3 separate regions of the Mus musculus genome follow, and all the other regions are linked to region 2. Evidence: chromatin contacts called from public ChIA-PET and promoter capture Hi-C data. All regions are on one chromosome and are shown on one strand. Each heading gives the region's core, a stretch centred on a gene start, on an enhancer-like site or on the middle of the called end of the contact. The rest is flanking DNA. Distances are from core to core; before and after follow the strand shown. Region 1 holds the start of Slc9a3r1 (solute carrier family 9 (sodium/hydrogen exchanger), member 3 regulator 1). Region 2 holds the start of Sap30bp (SAP30 binding protein). Region 3 holds the start of Tmem104 (transmembrane protein 104).

Region 1 (4,383 bases), core at 1,157-3,656, 770 kb before region 2:
AACACAAAAGGTACCCGTATGCCCCCCAAAACCAAAATAGGTCGGGACTCGGTGGTCCTTTGCTTTCTGGGACTAAGTTCTAAAAGGCTGGGCCTCTCTCCTAGCAAGAGTGTTACTGCACCAGCATAGCACCAGGGGGCGCCAAAGCACTGCTAGGGTGTGGGAGCTGGTTGTGACCCCATCACCAATCCTCACTAAGGGGGTGAAGGAGACCCCAGACTTCTCCTCTCCCAGCTCCCAGAAAGATAATAAGGGCCCTCATGCAGGGAGCTAGCCCAAAGCCTTGGGCAAGATAAACATGGAGATTGTCCTAAGAGGAATAGCAATTACTAGGTACTGAGTCTGCTTGGCTACCTCTGGCTTTCCCAACCCTCCTTCTGGAAGCGTGCACGGGCTTTTTCTTCAGCACACACGAGCAGTGGGGCACCTGAAAACACTCCTTCCTGATCTCTGGACCTCACATCCCAGGGGATGCCCCGCTCTCCCATGGAACCTCTCTTGTCAACTTTCCACCTGGGTTCCTAGACAACCAGAGGTCAGAGTCTGGAAAAAACTTCCCCTCCCTCCCAATCCCGAGACAAGGTGTACAGCACCACGGATATTTAAGGCAGAGGTCAGAGCCAGATAAAGAACTTGTTGGCTCCTGGAATGGGTGGGAGGCAGAACTGAACAAAGCCATAGGCCAGTTTTTCCCACTAAGCCCCAGCTTGCTCGCTCTCTCTCTCTCTCCCTCTCTCTCTTTAACTTCAGACCAATACTAGGGCAAAATGGTTTTATCTTTTCCTCTTCCGCTAAATCGGGTTGAGAGGGTGGGAAGTTGTCGATTTGGGGGCGGGCTGATGCTATGTGCACAAAACAAGGAAGTATGAGCAAGTCTGGGGTACGGAGAGGGGCAACAAGCCCTGTAGGCCCAAGGCCATGTGTCTCCCAAAGCTCTGATCTGACCCTTAGAAGGAAGGACACTCGGAGGTGTGCAGATCCATGACCAAAGGAAGCTTTACTACATCTATATAGGTTGGGCAGCGAGTGAGGCTCCAAGAAAGTATGCATTACACATATCTGAGGTTACTATATTTGCTTTCAAGGCAGAAATCTTGCTCCCAGAGCAAAGTCAGCACTCTAAACTTGGGTTGATAAGGAAACTCTCTGTGACCTCTCATAGGAAGATCAGGGAGGAGCCTGGGCTCCGGGTTCTCTTCTGGGGCTCTGAGCTGATTGCTGGAGCTCTAGTCACATACATAGCTCTGGGCCTCTGGCATTTCTGTTTTTCCAGAATTAAATTGCAGTATTTTGGAAAATATACTCTGACCGGTTTTTCCCCCTCTGTTTATTCCCAGAAGGAGGATCGTGTTAGAGAGTTTGTTACGTGGCACGTTGTGGGAAACTGTTACCCAATGTCCGAATCATTCCATCTTCACCCATTGGCGTCCTCATAGGTTCAACTTACCCTTAACTGACTACCCTCCCCCACCCCCAGCCTCTGTGGCCACATCTGCGCTGGCAAGAGGGAGCTGGAATGCTTATCTCACAATCCAAGTCATTTTTCTGTTGAACAAAGCCAGTCTTCCATTCCCTCTGAAGTGAATCCTGAGATTGACTACCTAGCTGTCTCACCCGCCCTCTCTCCGTGGCTAAAGGCTACTGCCAAAACTAAGCCCTTTATTTATTATTCATTTATCTGTTCTCAGACAGCCTGTCTTCCAGGTGGGCTGCAAGGAGCCTCAGTCTCTACCAAGCCCTACAAGTTTCTAGAAGGGATCAGAGCCCAAACCTCTGTCTATATGCATGTCCAGGGATAGAGGGGCGGCTCCACAAGAAGAAACTTTGTTATTTAAACAACTCTACTCCGGAGTTATTCTGTTACAGTTACCCTGTTACAGTGTTACTGTGTTACAGAAGACATCCGTCCGGTTCTTAAGTTGGCTCTGGGGAGGGGGAGGAGTGAGTGTGGGGGAGCATGGGGTGGTTTCCCCAGCAACTGTCGCTCCCCTCTCTCGGGCCAAGCTATGCAACAGGCTTTGGCTCAAGGCGGTTAAAGCGTTGAGAATCCTTTACCCAGAGACTAGCTCTTCTAAATCCCCCTCCACAACGTGGAAACCAGAGCGGAGCCCGTGGGGCCTCTGGGCTCAGTACCTGGAACCCCGCCCCAGCCCCGGCCTCGGCCCCGCCCGATCAGCCCAACTCCGCACTTGGTAACAAACACTTCCACTTCCTGGGCTCTCTTTTCTTCTCCCGCTGCGGGGTGCCGCGCCGAGTGCAGGCCACGCCCCACTCTCCTGATTGGTTAGATTTGTTCACCCTGGCGCAAGAGCCCGGTTCGTGATTTCTGATTGGTCTACTGTGATCCACACCCACCGCGCGGCCCCGCCCTCGGGTTTAGGAGCTGGGGCGGGTTCTGGAACGCTCAGACGCCGCGCAGGGCGGGGATTGGCCGGCTCCCTTCCTGTGCGTTCGCAACCGCGGTTCCCGGGACACCTGTTCCCTGTGCCCCGTGCGGTGCTCAGCTCCCAACTCGAGCTCTGCGGCTCGGGGAGAAAGGTCGTGAGTCCCCGGCCTCCGACGGCACCCGCGCTGAGCCTTCGCAGAACAAGATGAGCGCGGACGCAGCGGCCGGGGAGCCTCTGCCCCGGCTCTGCTGCCTGGAGAAGGGTCCAAATGGCTACGGCTTCCACCTGCACGGGGAGAAGGGCAAGGTGGGCCAGTTTATCCGTCTGGTAGAACCTGGCTCGCCGGCCGAGAAGTCGGGGTTGTTGGCTGGAGACCGATTGGTGGAGGTGAACGGTGAGAATGTGGAGAAGGAGACGCATCAGCAGGTGGTGAGCCGCATCCGCGCAGCGCTGAACGCCGTGCGCCTGCTGGTGGTCGACCCGGAGACCGACGAGCGTCTCAAGAAGCTGGGCGTCTCGATCCGGGAAGAGCTGCTGCGCCCCCAGGAGAAGTCCGAACAAGCCGAGCCTCCAGCGGCCGCCGACACTCATGAGGCTGGGGACCAGAATGAGGCCGAAAAGAGCCACTTGGTAAGTGCGGGTTGGGCTTGGTGTAGGACTAGGATTCTAGAGAGACTCGGGCACCCCGGACTTCCAAGCACTTTCTGAAACTCGAGCAGCGAGGAGGAAACGGCTTCTGCCCTCTGTCCCGGAGCCTTCGCAGTTTCTAAGGCGAGCTTCGGAGTGCGACCAGCGACCCCACCGCCCTGTCCGGGCTGGCTGGGGAGCGGAGCTCCTTTGCCGCCTGCATCTCCTGACTGCTTGAACTTTGCGAAGACGGCGCAAAGAAACCCAGTCCCCTTCTCTGCTCCCATTCCTTGGATTCCGCCCCACAACCCGGACTCATTCCTGGGTTATCCTTGCCTACAGCTAAGCTAAGAGCTCTCCCCACCACCCCCCGCATCTCCCTCCCTCCCTCCCTCTTTCTACTCTCTTCTCTTCAGTCCCTGTGGATGGTAGCTCAAAGTGGCTTAAAGGCTGAATAACTAAGGGTCCCTGGGAGGACCCCTTCAGCCCTACCCACATCCTGGGTCCTCTAGTTTGTGCATCATTAACTCACACCGGTTGGACTTCATCCTTCTCAAGACTAAAGTGACTTCTAAGAAAGAGAGGAAGTCTCAACGTCTCGGAGCTAGGGGTGGGGGTGGGGTGCCGGGAGGAGGTGCAGAAGCGTCTTGGGGGTGGTGGCTCTGCCACCCCGGAGGATTTATGGTCCTCTGGAATGTGAGGAGTAAGCGCTCGCTAGCTGGTATCTGGGAGCCTGGTGGGAGGACCTTAGAAGAGGAGGAAAAGGAGAAAGATGGGTGGGGGAGGGAGCAGGAACAGGCCAGGCAGCGTCCTGCAGAGCCGACCCTCGCAGGTGGTCCCGCCCTGGTGTCTCCTCTTCTCTGTCCAGCGATTGTAAGCCGGCTGGTTGGGTTTTGCCAGTGGTTGGTATTTCCCCCAAACAACCCCAGTTTGGATCAGCTGCTGGAGGGGCAGTTGGCAAAACAGGAGTTGTGCTGAGAGCCTCCCTGTCCCTTAGAAAACAAGGAGGGAAGGAGGCCAGGTTCAGGGCTCAGACCCTGGGAGCAGGGTCCCTTCAGTACGCACTGGCTCTCTCTTCCTGATCGATACCGCCGCCACATGTAGATCAGCGGTATCCATGGAGCCAGGAAGATCCTCCCTCCACAGGGAAAGGGCACTGTTCAGCCCCGTAAGGTTGAAGGCGGAGCCTGAGAGTACCAACTGGTTTGGTGGAAGTGAGGTCACCAGAAGCCCGGTTCTGCCAGAGTTTGACTCTGGGAATGCCAGGGCCACCAAGTTCCCACTTCCTGCCAGTGCCAAATTGGCATCGGTAAGCAGTAGTAGAGCCCCTGGCAGCAAGTTGGAACAGGTGACCTCTGCTCTTAGGCAC
Region 2 (4,280 bases), core at 881-3,380:
TATGCAGATATTCAAGGACTATTTAGAGGTCACCTTGACTATCTAATCTTGGCAGCTTTTGGGGATTTTGCCTTTAAAAGCCTTTCTTCACCCACCTCTGTGAAGCATGTCTCTGATTTGGGTTAGAGACTGTGGCCCTGCCAACAGCTTTACTAAATTTGGCTAATTACAATCTAAATTGAGTCTGGGAGTCTTTCACCGTTGGTCCTTACCAATACTTAAATAAAGGTAGTAAAAGCAAAACAAACAAAAAGTTCTAAACAGAGCATTCATTGGGTGTTGTGGCACACGCCTTTAATGCCATCACTCAGGAGGCAGAGGCAGAAGAATCTCTGAGTTCCAGGCCAGCCTGGTTTATAAAGTGAATTCCGGCACAGCCAAGGCTACAGAGAGAAACTGCATTTCAAAAAAACCAAAAAGTAAGAAAGTATTGGGGGGGGGGGTATAGGTAGAGGAAGACAGATCTCTGGAAATTTGAGGCCAGCCTGGTCTACATAGCTAGTTCTGAGCTATCTAAGAAGCCAAAGCTGCATGGTGAGAACCTGTTTTTAAAAAAACAAATCAAAACAAGGCTTGAGTAGTCTTGAGCCACTAGGATATGACTATTTGGATTAGACACATCCAGGGAAGCAGAGTACTGGTTACACCGGGGTAGATATGCAAGGCTAATCATTCAGTCCTCTGTTAATAAGTCTGTTGGTGGCACTGCTGCTCCCATCTGGACAAGCTATCTCCAGCTTACAGTGTTATTAGTCTCTCCTTTTCTACCTGGAACTCAAGCTACTCGCTCTTCAAGGAAATGATTACCTAGGTCACTGACAAGATTAAGCACTACTGCCACTTTTGCTACTACTTGCACAGGGACAAGAATGGGAATCTAGGAACAGAAGTCAAAGACAGACTGTCAGTCTGGCTATGAAAAAACCAGAAGTGTGAGTGGTTCTGTCCAAAATTTGTAGGTTATGATAGCCCACACCTGTAATACCAGTACTTAATAATCCAGAGGCAGAAGGACCGGCTCAAATTTGAGGCCAACTTGATGTATATAGAGAATTCCAGGCCGGCCAGGGCTACATAGACCATCAATAAACAAATAGATTCCCAGCAAATACCCACTAGCTTTGGTCACGAAAGAATTCCAAACCAGTGGTTTTCAAAGATTTCCAAAGGGTGAGGAGGTAGGAAGTTAAGAGGGTGTTGTGCCACAGAGCTACTACGGTACCGCCAGCAGTCTGCAAAACAGGTAGCTTGGTATGTTACCTTTCACTACAGCCATGGTCGCACTCTCTTGTAAAGGTGTTTTAAAAGAATCAAACCCAAAGACTTTCTTCAGGGTGCTCCGGACTCGCCGCTCCCGGTCGAAGGGAGTGGAGAAAGGACGGGCGCTCATCTTTGCAAAAAGCAGCAGCCAAAAGGTTAACGCAAAGGTGGGCAAAGGCAATCCCGAAAAAACCCTCTGCTCCACGTTAAAATATAGCCTATGTTTCTCCTGCCGAGTAAGCTGCTATGTTACACTTAAATATCTCATTCCCCAGCAGTAAAAGTGAAGGCTGAATTGCTTCACGCAATACATTCCTGAGGGATTAACATTACTTCTCCCTTTAATAAAAATAAAAACAATGAACTTTCCAGGTCAGGTGGACAGAGCTACAAATCGGACCACAACAAAGCCCACAAACGTCTTCAAAGTCGACCAGAGAACTTGGAATCCTTTTTCTAGGGTCCTTGTTCTAGAAGCGAAGCCATAGATACCATTCATCAAGGACGCCGACCCCCCGTTCCTCCTCTGAGCCCCCAAGTCAACAGCTCTCGCCCTTTGCCAGACAAATGCTCTCCAAGATGTCAGACCCCAGGCTCTTTTCGGTTGGCTCTGCAGCTTTCCAAAGAACACTACTCCCTAACTCGAACTCAGAAGCCAAACCGCCCGAGAAGTCAGCGAAGTAGAAGCCGCAAGACCTTACTTCCGTCCCGTGCTGATGACGTTTCCAAGAGCTGAGCATGGGGGCGGAGCCATGCCCAGACACAGCCCTTTTGATTGGTTGTCATTCGGGCGCGGAGTCTCCTGGGATCCGGAAGAAGTTGGTTTTCTCGCCCCTAAATTGGCTTATGAGTCATAGGCCTGAGCCACACCGCGCTGTGGGAGTAAGATGGCGGGGAAGAAAAATGTTTTGTCGTCTCTTGCAATTTATGCGGAATATTCAGACCCTGAATCTGATGGCGAAACTGGAGTCGACGCTGTAGGCGGAGCGACTGGTGAGACTTGAGCTGGAAAGGGGAGGGTCTGTTATGGTTACCAAATGCTACCTCTCTAGCGGGGCATGGGGAGAAGATGCTCTTTGTGCTCCAGGTATCGGGTCTTGGAACCCCAAAGCGCAGTGGATGTCCTAGGTCAGACAGAGCATTAGAACCTCTACTACAGTACGAGTGATCTCTCTTTCTGCGATCCTCTACGCAAGGCGTCATGCTGGCCAGAGGGTGGACCAAGGGGGGTACGCATCTGTCGAGACATCACTGTCTCGTTGTTTGATGGGGAAGAGAGGAGTGAAATGTACCTGGAGGATAGTAAAACTTGTGTTTCGTTAAGTTGGTAACTTTTAAGGAATCGTTTCTAAGTCTGCCCTAGAGTTTTTAAAAATGCATCTCTCCTAAGTGCATAATTCTGGGCTTTTTCATAGAATATGCTAGACAAGCCTTTTAAGGCGGTAGGGTGATTCTGTTGTTTGGTGAGTTTTAAAAGCCTATCGGTTGCCCTCAGACTGCGAAGCATAGAGGGAACAGATTTCTTGAAGGAAGCAAATTACCTGATATACCAGAGCTTTGGGTCTTCTTATCTGCAAAGTAGGGGCAAAACAATGAGGAAGACAGTCTTGTGCATAGAAGGCGTTTTTGAGGTTGCACATGAAACAAGATAGAGATGTGTGTGGTATGTCAAAACAGGAGTTTAAACGACCTGTTGGGCTGGTTCAAAGAGGAGAAGACTTTAACTGCCCTAATAGGCCAACAGCATGTAATAGTTCCCCAACCTTTGGAACTGCTGGGAACCAAACCCAGGGCCTTACACTCTTAGGAAAGCATCCCACTACTTTGTTACTTCCCCAGCCTGTCCTGAAAATATTAGAACATGAATTTAATGCTTGATTTTCTTTTCATATACATCTGTACATATGGAGTGGGCCTTGCATGTGAGTTCTGCCCATGGTGGACAGAGAGAGGCATCAGCTCTTCTGAAACTGGCATTTGTGAGCTGCCTGATGTGGGTACTGGAAACTGAACTGTCAAACTTACAGAGATCTGCCTGGCCCTGTCTCCAGAGAGCTTGAATTAAAAGCATGGGACACCAAACCCTGTACATTATGCACTCGTATAAGAGTCATCTTCCAATACCCCTGTTTTTGTTTGTTTTGAGACAGGATCTCCCTCTAGTCCTGACTGTCCTGGAACTCAGGCTGATCTAGAACTCAGAGATCCTCCTGCCTCTGCCTCCCAAGTGCTCGGTTCAAAGGTGTGCACCGCCATTCCTGGCACAACCCCTGGTCTTTTCTTTTTCTTTCTTTCCTTTTTTTTTCTTCCTCCCCCCCAACCTCCAGGCTGAGGACAGAACCCAGAGCTCTACCACTGAGCTAAATTCCCAACCCCAACCCCTGGTATTAAATTGTTCTTCCTAAGTACAAATTCAATCTGGGCCTATAGCCACTTACTTGAGACTTAGGTTCCCTTTTTATCTTCAGAAATAATCTTGGCCATTCAATTTTCAGAAACATTTTTACATTTCTCCCCTCTCCCCCTCTCTCTCCTTCTCCCTCTCTCTCCCCCTCTCCCCTCTCTCTCCTCTTTCAGAGGAGAAAGGTGGTTTGGTATCTGACGCCTATGGAGAAGATGACTTCTCTCGCCCAGGGGGTGATGAGGATGGTTATGAAGAAGAGGAGGACGAGAACAGTAAGCAGTCGGTGGGTAAATCTTCCAGACCCAGAGCTCTTGAAACACTCTTCCATTCCATGGTCAACTCTGTCCCTTTTCCCTTTTGGTTTGGAATCAGTTGGTACCCGTTGAGGATGTAGCTCATGGGAGAGGGCTTTGCCTAAGCATGTCAAGGACTTGATCCCCAGCACCACAGAAAGAAGAAAAAAGTTGAATTGGTTGGGTGGTATTAGCTCTTTTTGAAAGTTAAGTCGTTTTTTTTTTTTTTTTTTTCACCTGGACCACATTGTATTAGCTTTTGAATTGAGCTTTTGGAAGGAGGTCTTTTGTTTTGCATTTTTGAGATGGGGTCTTATGAAGCC
Region 3 (4,374 bases), core at 1,445-3,944, 750 kb before region 2:
TAGAAATCAAACTGCTTTATTTTCTCTACATCCCTCCAAGCCCAGGAAAAAGGAGTCAGCCGCAGGGATCACTTCACTTTAAGCGGTTCAAGTATGAGCAACCTCCAAACTTGTCACCATCGTAGCTTAGTGACGCCCCCGGAGGGGCAGCAGCTGAGGAGTGAGAGAAAGGGAGGGTGGAGGCTGCCTGGGGTGGGGGTGGGGGCCTCCTCACTGTCTTCATCTTCACACCAGCTACACTGCATCTCATACTCCTGCTGTAGGGTCAGCTGCTCTGAGGCTGTCAGATGCCGCAGTTCTTCTGACTTCATCCACTCGTGGTATCTGCAGGGGTGGGGAGGGGCAAAGGCCTGCCTTAGATGAGAGATACTGACTCAACAGCACTGGGCTTCCTGGGTGTGGAGGGACAGGCCTGGAGGCTCAGCACCCAGGGGGGTGGAGCCAGGAGGAGCAGCCCGTTCAAAGCTACCCTGCGTTCTAGGAGACCCTTTCTTCAAAGCAAATGAACAGGAAGAGGAGGAAGTGTTTAAGCTCTGTTTGGGAGTATTCTATGCCAGGCTCTCAACACTACAATATCCAAGCAGCAATGAAGTATAAGGTACAAACAAACAAGAATCTGACACTGGGTGTGGTGGCGCATGCTTTAGTCCCAGCACCAGGGAGGCAAAGGCAGGTAGGTCTCTTTCTATAGCCTACATAGTTCTAGGCCAGCCAGGACTACCCAGTGAGTCCCTGTCTCTAAATAAATATACATAAATTTAAAAATAAAATAAAATACGGATGTGACATCCGCTCTTTTCTGGTTTTGCCCACACAGGATAAGTGCTGTGGAAGTAAGGACGTTAGTCATTTTCACTCTATGTCTAAACACATTGTAGCTGGGCAGTGGTGGCGCACGCCTTTGATCCCAGCACTTGGGAGGCAGAGACAGGTGGATTTCTGAGTTCGAGGCCAGCATGGTCTACAAAGTGAGTTCCAGGACAGCCAGGGCTACACAGAGAAACAGAGAAACCCTATCTCGGGGGGGGGGGGGGGGATAAAAACAAAAACATTGTAGGTATTCAGTTAATATATAATCGATTAAAAAAATACCCCACTCAAAAAAAGAAAAAGAAAAACCACAAAAAGTCTGAGTTTGTGCTTTCTGAGGTGAAGTGGGTATGGGTAGGCAGGAAAGGTAGGTTCTTTTCTCAGGCAGCAGCAGAGAGGGTAGCTCTAGGGGCCCAGCTTCCCACCCAGGTAATATAAAACCAAACACTCCCCCAGTTCCTGAGGGTAAGGGTATGCCAGTCCAGCCCAGCAAAGAGGGCTGAGGAGACCTCTACAAGGCAGGGTGACAGATCTCCCCAATGCAAAACTATTGTCCCCTACAGAGCCAGCTTCTCAATCTGTCAGATGTTTGCCAACTAACCTCACAAAGAGTCCCTGAATCTCACTTCTGGCCTTTAAACAGTAGGCATCAAAATAATGAATTCAACATCTGGGACAAGCACACGTTAAGTCTCCAGAGGATACCAGGGAACGCCATAAGTAATTTAGAACGAGGGAAGAAGACATGGCTTTGTTTTTTTGTTACACACACATCTAGATGATGTAATCCCTCATTGAAAAGCCAAAAAGAAAGCAGAGAGATGGATGACAAGGAAAATAAATGAAAAATGAGCCCTCCACTTCAGCTTTATTCCTCCTGCATGTAATTCCCACCCCCAACCCCCCACTTTGAGTCACAGTCTCATTAAGTATCCCTAGCTGGCCTGGAACTTATTATATTGCCCAGGCTAGCCTCAATCTCACGGAAGAGATGGACCTGCCTCTGTCTCCCAAGTGTTGGGCCAGAATCAAAGGTGTACAGCACCACACAAGTGACGTTTGTTAAACAAGACAGGCTCCTAGATTAAGGCACCCTGTTTCCAATTGCCCTCCACGCTACAACCAGTCGGGTAATGAGTTAGTTACCTGGGCACATGCTCGGAGGTGTAGGGTACCAGGACCACCTTCTTGCCCACTAGCATGGTGTTCTGATTCAGCTTCATTGTAGCTGCCTACTAGTGGGGAGAGTTAAAGACTTCAGAGCCCCCATAGTGTCTTCCCACGCAGGGTGGAACTCTTTCTGTAGCAGTGGAGCTATGTTGACAGAAGAGCGTCCTGCCTTCCCCTCACAACTACGTGAAAGAACGGGGATTCTAAAACTCTTGTAAGAGAAAGAGCCGAAGTGGTCAATACATCTGGGCTCTCACCCAGGGGCCAAGTTCTGGCTCGGTTTCCAGCCCATTCCTACACAACATGCCCGTCCACCCCCAAATGACCTGTTAATCCTTTTTTTAACCTGTTTCCAACCCTAGCCTCCAGCGTCCAGAGTCCACGTCACTCGGCTCTGGCCCTTCCGTTTTCCTGTCCCCAAGCCCCACTCAAAGTTCTCAGGCCTCAGCCCTTTGCGTGGTTCCTCGGCCGTCTAAGCGCTGTAGTTTGCAAACTGCAAAGCTCACAACCACCCCCTGCCGAGGAAGGCGTCCCCAACGACAGGCGTCAGCGTCTGTCCCGGAGAAACAGGCTTTCCGCATGCGCGTAGAGGGGCTTGCTGTCCGCTTCCGCCAGGCAGACGGCAGCCGCAAAGCCCAATCCCGGCCCCGCCCCCGCGAGGCATCCAATCAACGCACTGCGCCCCTCCCCACGCGCTCGCTTGGACGGGGGACTGGGAAGCGTGCGCGTGCGCGTAGCGGGCGCTGGTGCGGGGCCGCTGGTGCCGGGTGGCAGCTGCAGAGCTGGAGGCGGTGGCCACTGTGCCTGGAAGCTAGCTGTGCTGCAGGTCTGGGACGGGCAGGAGGGCAGGACAGGGTGAAGATGGATGTGAATTTTAGAGTTTCACCTGGAAGGGAGGGGAAGGGGAGACTGAGGGACCGGCTCTGGAGAAGAGAGGGGAGGCTTAAGGGTGGGAAACCCTAAGGCAAAGCAAAAGGCAGGTGTCGGTGCGCGAGGCCCCATTTAAAAGAAGAGGCTTTGGGACAAGGAGTTAGGATGGAGGGGCGACCTTGGAAAAGCTGACTCCCGCTGTGGGCGGAGAAGCAGACAGCTGTGTGGGCTGTCCTGTGTAGTAGTGAGCTCATAGATAATGAAACGGACGTAAGCACTTTAGGGTAAAGGGGGCTGTGATGGTTAGTGAGGCTTAGAGGCCCGGAAAGCCCCTTCAGTCACTTGGAGTGTGAGCAGCATCCAGGCACCGAGAAGTGCCTTGCATAGCAAATCAAGTTAGAAGACATGGTCCAGGAAGCCGCGTCCCACCAAGGCTGTCTCATGGCAGATAGGGAGACCAAAGTGTCTGAGTTAAAAGGGCTACAGGTGAAAGCGGCAGACTGCAAACCCCCCACCCCCAGTCTCATCTCTGCAGTTAGAGAACTAAAGTCTACTCTTTTGTCTTAGGAGCTGCGGCTGCTGCTGCCACTGCATAGAAGTAACCTCTTGGGCCAGCCCTTCCTCACTCTCTGGAGATGGCAGGCGAGATCACAGAGACCGGAGAGCTCTATTCTCCTTATGTGAGTTCTTCTCCATAAATGTGTTCTGCTCACCACCATGCTCCTGGTTTCTAGAGAAGCCCACTGCTATCTGTGGACTATACTAATTATGGCCCTGGTTTAAATAGACCCTGGTGAAAAACACAACGGAAACTCCACATAGCTCCAGTCAGGTTCAGCTGTCTTAGCTAGACTCTATATATCAGGCTCGTTCCTCATTTGTTTATAATTTTTTAAAGCTTTTATTTTAAATGATGTGTCTACGTATGGATATGTGCATGCCTGTCAAATCCAAAAGAGGGCACCAGATGCCCTGGAGTTAGTTGTCGATGGTTGGATGCTGCTCAGTGTAAGTGCTGGAAGTGAACTCGGGTCCTCTGCAGGAGCAGCAGGTACTCTTAACTGCTGAGCTGTTTCTCCAGGCCAGTTCTCCTTTTAGACACCTATCAGAGAGCATCAAGCCAAATAGTAGTTAACTTGCTAGTCTCCCATAATATCTATCTCAGGACTCCCACAGATGACACACAGTTCTGCCAGTCAGCTGGGCAGTCACCAACAGCTGTCGCCATGGAGTTGTGTTCCTCTCAGTAGTCAGCAGCCTCTTTCTTCCTTCGCTAAATTCTAAATTGCACAACTCTTGTGGTCTTGGATGTTGAAAGAGGTGGTGAACTGCAGAGTCTCCCAATTGCAGTTTGGTAGAGCATGCAATTATGACAATTAGAGCGATTGATTCCCCTCTGTCTCGGCTCCGTGGCCCCTGCACTCCCCCCACACACACTCAGTTTATCTTCTCTCGGTGCTGTATCCAGTTGGTTGTGGTTATGTGGTTATTGCATCACGGGGCCTTCACTGGGTAAGTCGTTGG

The links. Promoter capture Hi-C pulls out the DNA fragments that hold promoters and counts their contacts. ChIA-PET counts read pairs in DNA pulled down with a chosen protein or histone mark.
Region 1: a contact with region 2 is called in an RNA polymerase II ChIA-PET map of memory CD8 T cells, with 7 read pairs. The contact joins the promoter of Slc9a3r1 here to the promoter of Sap30bp in region 2. A contact is called at or near these places in 1 of 39 promoter capture datasets (pre-B cells), 1 of 115 datasets of contacts at active chromatin or transcription factors (memory CD8 T cells) and 1 of 9 other capture datasets (adipose tissue).
Region 3: a contact with region 2 is called in a promoter capture Hi-C map of pre-B cells, with 2.4 times the contacts expected there. The contact joins the promoter of Tmem104 here to the promoter of Sap30bp in region 2. A contact is called at or near these places in 2 of 39 promoter capture datasets (cranial neural crest and pre-B cells).

What each region holds. Positions count from the first base shown.
Region 1 is chr11:115,160,935-115,165,317 of GRCm38.p6, forward strand. It overlaps Slc9a3r1 (solute carrier family 9 (sodium/hydrogen exchanger), member 3 regulator 1), which reads left to right and starts at 2,407. Exons shown (of 6, transcript NM_012030.2): 1 at 2,407-3,017. The coding sequence starts at 2,592. It overlaps Rab37 (RAB37, member RAS oncogene family), which reads left to right. Exons shown (of 9, transcript NM_021411.4): 9 at 1-1,306.
Region 2 is chr11:115,931,529-115,935,808 of GRCm38.p6, forward strand. Sap30bp (SAP30 binding protein) reads left to right here and starts at 2,131. Exons shown (of 11, transcript NM_020483.3): 1 at 2,131-2,253; 2 at 3,838-3,947. The coding sequence starts at 2,148. It overlaps Recql5 (RecQ protein-like 5), which reads right to left and starts at 1,964. Exons shown (of 19, transcript NM_130454.2): 1 at 1,261-1,964. The coding sequence starts at 1,390.
Region 3 is chr11:115,184,793-115,189,166 of GRCm38.p6, forward strand. It overlaps Tmem104 (transmembrane protein 104), which reads left to right and starts at 2,695. Exons shown (of 10, transcript NM_001033393.2): 1 at 2,695-2,806; 2 at 3,418-3,530. The coding sequence starts at 3,486. It overlaps Nat9 (N-acetyltransferase 9 (GCN5-related, putative)), which reads right to left and starts at 2,607. Exons shown (of 7, transcript NM_025400.4): 1 at 2,327-2,607; 2 at 1,957-2,045; 3 at 215-324. The coding sequence starts at 2,033.